2 separate regions of the Xenopus laevis genome follow, and region 1 is linked to region 2. A link is a contact called in public Hi-C data. All regions are on one chromosome and are shown on one strand. Each heading gives the region's core, a stretch centred on a gene start, on an enhancer-like site or on the middle of the called end of the contact. The rest is flanking DNA. Distances are from core to core; before and after follow the strand shown.

The links. Hi-C and Micro-C count contacts between places; a contact is called where the count stands out from the background.
Region 1: a contact with region 2 is called in a Hi-C map of the XL177 cell line, with 2.6 times the contacts expected there. The contact joins the promoter of c12orf4.L here to the enhancer-like site in region 2. A contact is called at or near these places in 2 of 4 Hi-C or Micro-C datasets (the XL177 cell line and the XTC cell line).

Annotation. Positions count from the first base shown.
Region 1 is chr3L:23,641,494-23,645,210 of Xenopus_laevis_v10.1, forward strand. c12orf4.L (chromosome 12 open reading frame 4 L homeolog) reads right to left here and starts at 2,018. Exons shown (of 14, transcript NM_001085975.1): 1 at 1,959-2,018.
Region 2 is chr3L:23,471,386-23,475,119 of Xenopus_laevis_v10.1, forward strand. No RefSeq gene overlaps it. Among protein-coding and RNA genes, the nearest start is that of fgf23.1.L, 19 kb to the right of the region's middle. Within about 2 kb of position 2,091, at least 1 of the 7 cell types and tissues checked has an H3K27ac peak or open chromatin away from gene starts, as enhancers often do.

The DNA of each region.
Region 1 (3,717 bases), core at 768-3,267, 170 kb after region 2:
CACTTTTAGTATGATATAGAGAGTGATATCCTGAGACAATTTGCAATTGGTTTACATTTTTTATTATTTGTGTTTTTTGAGTTATTTCGCTTTTTATTCAGCAGCTCTCCAGTTTGCAGTTTAAGCATTCTGGTTGCTAGGGTCCAAATTACCCTAGCAACCACATATTGATTTGCACAAGAGACTGGAATATAAATAGGAGAGGCCAGAATAGAAAGAGGAGGAATAAAAAGTAGCAATAACAATACATTTGTAGCCTTACAAAGCATTTGTTTGTTTTTTTTAGAAGGGGTCAAGCTGGAAAGAGTGAGAAGAAAAAAGCAAATAATTATAAAACTATAAAAAATAATGAAAACCAATTGAAAAGTTGCTTAGAATTGGCCATTCTATAACAAAAGTAACCTTAAAGGTGAACCACCCCTTTAATGTCCTGCCCTCCTGCTGGCTTTTCCATATAGTAAATATAATCAAAACGAATAGCACACCTAATTGAAGAAAAATACATTCATTACTAAAAAAGGAAAAATTACAAAATTATATTTGGTGAGCCCAACGTGTTTCGACCTTAAGGGTCTTCCTCAGGGGCACAAATAATAAAAAAAATCAAAAAGGCTTTTCCATATAGAACAGTGATCCCCAACCTGTGGTCCACTAGCAACATGCTCACCAAGCCCTTTGATGTTGCTCCAAGTGGCATTAAAGCAGGTGCTTATTTTTGACATGGAGAAATATTTTGGAGGCGTAAAAACCAAGTGTACTGCCAAATAGACCGATCTGTAATCTGCCAGTCCACAAAGAGGTTACCAAAAAAAAAACAAATGCAGTCCTTACAGGGCACCCCTCAGAATTATTTTCATGCTTGTGTTGCTCCCCAACTTTTTTTTTTTTTGTATTTAAACCCAGCTCACAGGTATAAAAAGGTTGGGGATCCATTATAGAAAGTGCAGCCACCCAGACACTAGAGGACAGGGAATCCTGACAGGGCCCGGGCTGTGTATGTATCAGGAAATGCTTGGGGGCCACGTCATAAAATATTTAGGGGTGGTTCACTTTTAAGCAAACTTTTAGTATGTAATAGAATGGCCAATTTTAAGCAACTTTTCCCACTGGTTTTTCATTATTATTTTTTTTTAGAATTATTTACCTTTTTCTTCAGAATCTTTCCAGCTTTCAGGTGGACGTCGCTGACCCCATCTAAAAAGCAAATGCTCTGTATGACTACACACTTATTACTGCTGCTTTTTTTTATTTTTTTATTTTTTTTTTATTACTCATCTTTCTAGTAAGGTCCTCTCCTATTCATATTTCAGTCTCTTATTTAAATCAATGCATGGTTGCTAGGGTAATTTGGACCCGAGCTACCAGATCGTTAACAATGCAAGAGCTGCTGAATAAAAAAGCTAAATAACTCAAAAACCTTAAATGGTAAAAAATGAAAACCACTTGCAAATTGTCTCAGAATATCACTCTCTACATCATACTAAAAGTTAACTCAAAAGTGACCAACCCCCCAGATTGTGTCATAAAATACAAGGACCATAGTGTATTCATCATCCTAATGTAAGGCATGTGTCTTTGTTCACTGGGTCGTGTTGTTTTGGAGACATGGCCAAAATGTTTGCCTCTGTGCTGGAAGCAGCAATGAAGTTGTTGATCACACCATCCTGCTGTCAGTCCAAGGTTGTCCCTGTGCAGTTCAGCAGCTGGAGCTCTTTATAAGTTGGACACTGCAAACAACAACAAGCTGTACAAAATAGTCCCGTATATGTGTTTGTATGAATATATATTCTCCTCCTCCAGAGCTGAGCTGTTAATGCAAATATATGAATAGGCTTAAAAACACTAGGTTCCATTGCTCTGCGCCTGAGCCCGGGTAACTTGCTGCTGGGCCGCACTTATACAACATTATCTATAGCGGGGTACAACTGCTCCAGCTCCTACTCCCATTTCCGTTTTACCTCGGTCCCAGTAGAGTGCGAATCACTCAGATACTCCCAGCGCAGCTCAGCAGTTCCCACGATCTATTGCGCCTTCCTGTCTCTCTCATAAGCGGCAGCCATATTGCCTCATCTCCCATAGTCCCAAGCGCGCCACGGATGCCTACACAGCTCAATCTTCTCAATCTTCTGCTCTTGCTAGTATAGAGCGCCCTCTTGTTGTCCACTAAAAGAAAGACTGTCATACGTTCGATAACTTTATACAAAACAGTTATAAAATAAATGTCTTCCAACCTCAATTTCCGGTGACAATAACTTGATTGGTTATGCTATTATTGTCAGTTCATTAAACTACAGAAAATCGTTATTAATTCTGTTTTACTAATAGCCTTTATTATTTTACACTATACAACTATTTTTACATTATTTAACTATTTTAATCTTTAACCAAACATTTTTAAAAGCTGCAGAAAAGATACTTTGAGCAGTGTCAGACTGGCCCACTGGGATACCAGGAAAACTCCCGGTGGGCCCAGGTGTCAGTGGGCCCTTTTGCTTGTAGCCATTTGGCCTATTTAATGGTCATTCCCTATTTCTTTATGGTAAAACATGGTATAATAGTTTGCAAAATGGGCCCACGGTCTAAAGTTTTCTGGTGAGCCCCTGGCATCCCAGTCCGACACTACTTCAGGCCCGGACTGGCAATCTGTGGGTTCTGGCAAATGCCAGAGGGTCTGCTATAAGGTGCCACAAAAAGTCAGTATTTAGTGGGCTGGTGGGGCTGTTTCGGCCTCTGTGTGAGCTTATTAGGCCTTTGTGTACCTGAAATGCCAGGGCCTATTTTAATTCTCAGTCCAGGCCTGCTGTACTTGTCCTCAGGGCCGCCATTGCCACCAATATTTTTAAATGGGGGGGCCCTGTCCACAAATGTTTTTTATGGGGGGTCCTGACCACCAATAGGGGGCCCAGGAAATTTTGTTGTATGGGGCCCTGCGATTGATGATGGCGGTCCTGCTTGTGCTATAAATTACTGAACGTACCAGGTCTAATTGGCTGAGCCACAATATTTCGAAGTTCACCACTGATAAACAGTATAGCTGCATATTTTGAAGTAAGAAAAATGTAAGGTTTAAGAAGCACACTAATGAATCATACATATAAAAAAAAAACAATCACACAGATAAGATTTACTAAACACCTACTACACTTTGGGTGTCCGTATATGGAATATAAATAACAGTTCTTATATAAAGGCACGGAACATGTATGTACGATATTATTTATTGTAGAGTGCTGCTGTGCTGACTATATGTGCTTAAGGAGTTGAACCAAAGAGATATTAAGCATACTGTATGTCTAGGGTTGCCACCTTTTCGGTTTTGACCCGAAACAGTTCAGCTTTTCTAAGACCTGTTCGGGTCTCAAGTTTCTGTTCGGTTTTCAGCCTTGTGAAAACTGAACGATAATTGGGCCAATAAAAGAATTTTCAAGTGAGGCAAATTTCTAAGTTAGCATTTCTGTATTTCAGAGCTCTCTGGATAACTGATTTCTATGTAATAGATCCAATACATGTAATTAAAGTATTGGGCTTACTAAGGCAGAATATAGATAAGAGATAGGGTTGCCATCAGTGTGGTTTTGAACTGGACATCTACAACATTGAAAACTGGATGGAAATGCAGCGAGTTGCGTCTAAAGCTGGCCATACACTATTAGATTTGGTGAGGTCACCAAACGAGTGGATCTCAACCCGATATGCCCACTAACGGCAGGGCGATAT
Region 2 (3,734 bases), core at 841-3,340:
AGGAAAATGATCCAAACTGTCGAGGAAAATCAAGTATCTGGGAATATTTCAGCTGGCAGACAAGAGATGAAAATTCAGGAACTGAAAACAAGAAGCATTTATAACAGAAGGATGACCTCTTGAGTCTGAAAAACACATTTATACCAGATTTCTCCCTTGCTGGCTGGAAAATGCAACGTTAAAACATTCAGTAGGTGCTGGGGAATGACCTGAAACAACAATTAATCAGATAAAAATCGTTTGAATTCTTCTGCAGAGCCAAACAGACGTCACTGGGTCAATGGAAAAGCATGAGAGCTGAAGAACGTTGGTGGGACATAGTGCAAAGCCTAGTGCTTGGGGCTTCTGATATAAAGGCCAAATCTGGTGCATCAGTCCGTTCAATCACTTATAATGAACACCTACAGGCTGTCTCATTGCCATTTTACCACCTGTTAAAAAGGAGCCCGATTAAAATACCGACATTCCCAGTTGCTTAGCACCTTGTCATAGGATTGCCAAATATTTGAGAAACGCTTTTAAGACGCTTTAAGTTTTTTCCTATGAAATTCTTGAGTTCAAATAAAATCAGGTTCTTTAAGGACAGAGAGTCAGGACACAAAACATTTTAGCTGCACCCAGTGACCTGTATTGAAAGGACCCATTTGAATACACAAATGCCTTTTGTAAAGATTGACTGCTGGATTGTGTGTGGCTTCTTGAACATGGAGTTTTGTACTCCTTTAATAGACCACCCAATCTTCTCTGTTATTTTCCCTTTGCAAATGTTTAGCCCAAGTATTTAGAGATCAACGTGTAACTATATTATTTATGCAGCACTTCCCTAGGTTCTATAAAGGGAATGTCACACGTTGTTATTTTGGCATTTTGAGGCCCTTGAGATTAATAGCTCCATGGGCAACAAAATACTTACAATCACACATGAATTTCTACAACCTTTGGTTAGGCACTTGCCGTTCAGAGGCATATCAGTCTGTGTTTTTGACAATAACCTGACCTTCCAATGTCACTGATGACATTCCTCATAAGCAGGGGCGATCCTGGCCCCTCCGTCGCCCGAAGCAGCAGCAGTTGCTGCCGCCCCCCCCCTCCCCTGTGCGCTTACCTTTTTGCACCTGAGGGGGTCTGGAAATTCGACAGTCTCAAGTCACCTCATTGGTAAAGCACCCCTGTTCCTAAGCTAGTCCACCTAAAATCTAATAAAAAATGTATTACTTTTATTTTATTATTATTATTATTATTATTAAATAATTATGATTTATTATATTATTTAATGTTTAGATGATCTTTAGTAGACTTATGGTATCAAGATCCAAATTACAGAAAGATCCGTTATCTGGAAAACCCCAGGTCCAGAGCATTCTGGATAACAGATCCCATGCCTGTACTTGGAAATAACAACATTGTTCCCCTTTAAATTTGTTAATGTTTTTAATGTGTCACTAGAGGGTGTTGTAGTGTTTAGCTCGACCATGTTATATAGCAGCTAAGGGAACTTGGTTGTTTTATGCCTATGATTAAGGGCAGTACAGACTGAAAAGCGTAAGGCTTTGGTGTAGTGGTGGTCTGTTTTAAATGGACTAAATAAACTTATATTTATACGGAGCATGGTGTTGCTGTTTTTAACTTTTTTCTATATTTGTGGATGGGGAGGATTTAAAAACCCAGAAAGTGTGCACCTGTACTCCAGAAGCACAGGAGTGTCTATGGAGCTGTGAGCGGCTGCTTTGTTTGATATGGTAGCTATTATTGATTTAATACGATAAAAAAGTCAACGCTCCGAAGATTCTCATGAAAACAATAGGGTTGCCAGGGATATTTACAGAGGCCATAGGAAGTACATTAAGTCATGTGAAATGCATATCTTGGCCTACTGTCCCAAGGAAAGTGTTGATGTGTTTTGCAAGACTGATAACAGCCTCACTCAATAGGAATGCAAAACAAAAATAAATAAATAAGCTGTGAAAGTAAGATTGTGTTTGTTGAAATCATATAGACAAAAGGCCAGCGACAGCCATGAGCTTGGCACATCACAGCACATATGAATTGTGACAGCAGGATACTATTCATAGGACAGTTAGGATGCATAGAGGAATACTGTGTTTGAAAGGTGGACAAAAGCCCCTGCATAGAATGGCTATATACTGCTGAACTTACAGCAGCTCTTTGCAAATAATTAGTGATCTGTAGTGATTTGGCAGGCTGTGGCGGATTTGGAAATTTGTGGCACACAGCTGCCACACCGCAAATAAATAATGTATGTGCCTCTTGCCTAACAAAGGTCTAAAGTGCACACAAACATTGGGCAGATCGAGGGACTATTGAATACTATATACGGAGTATTCCATGGGTACCGGACCTGATGCAATACTTTACTCATGAAACATCCCAACTCTGTAACACCCCTACCATACCCCTTGTTTCTCCCTTGCTGAGGCATAAACACAGGTAGCCCCACAAAAAATTAATTGTTGCCAGCCCTGTGAACAAAATGCTAAGTAAATTATTTGTGCAATACAACATGCCACCCACCACAGAATTCCAGCACAATTGCAGCTGCAGCAAACGGGTGCAAAATATTGCACTGGATTATGCAAATGACCAGGGACTGGTCCTATTGTCATCTTGTCAGGAAGGCTTTTTCCCCCCTCTGATGCAAATTGGAGAGGCTTCAGAAAGGTTTTTGGCTTCCTCTTGATCAACTAGTAGTTAAGCAGACTTAAAATGTTTAACTTGATGGACATGTGGCTTTTTTTCAACCATAACTTACTATATTACGATGTAAATACTAACGTTTGCACTGCTTAGTGAATGGTACTCATGGGGGGGGGACATGGGGTGCACTTACAATAAATGCTTCTTGAATGGCACAAGAGTCCTACATGTCTATGCAAGGCAGGCATTAGGGCTACTGCGCTCCCCTGTGCTTTAGTGCAGTGGCATAACTAGAAGTTACTGGACCCACAGTAAATTCATTTTAGGGCCTCCAGCATATCCAGAGGCTATCCATTTTACCAATAAATGTTAAAATTGTTCATTAATTAGGGCTTCATGGGGCCCCTCCTGTGCCCCCTGCAGCCACAGGGTCTGCTTCCTCTATAGTTACACCCCTGCCCCATAATGACAGTGCAGTTGCCTTATTTATGGTGTTTTCCTGAAACATATTAGTAGCTAGCGTTGCACCAAATACAGTAAATGGGCCCCCATGCCTTTACTGCTATTCCTCTCTTTGTCTATATACAAACAGCAATTTCAATAGGGTGAGATGTTTCTGCCCACCTCTGGCTGGGCGCACTTGCGATTTAAATCCTATTACATGCTTGAATGCTATCAACTTTTCCCGCCCTCTGGGTGCATGTTTAATGGGGCTGGTTAAAGGAAATTTCCATTAGCAGAAGAGCCAATAAACATTAACACGGGGTTATTAGAGAGTGCGGCTTATAAACCACAAAGTGACTTTTGATACCCAGCAATGCTTGGAGCCCTATAGGTTTCATTTCTTGGCAACCTGCTTGGGGTTCATTGTTTCCTTTGTTCAGACTGCAGAGTGCAACAATTTCATGGGAGGAGATAATGCGATCAATAAACAAGACGTGTTTCCCTTCTCAACTCATGCCAAGCCATTGTAAAACAGACAGACTTGAAACCAGGCATGATAATACTGCCGGCTTCCTGGTAATCATGCACAGGGTTTAAAGGCTACTCTTTGATCTTGTGCCCTTTAATAAATAAGG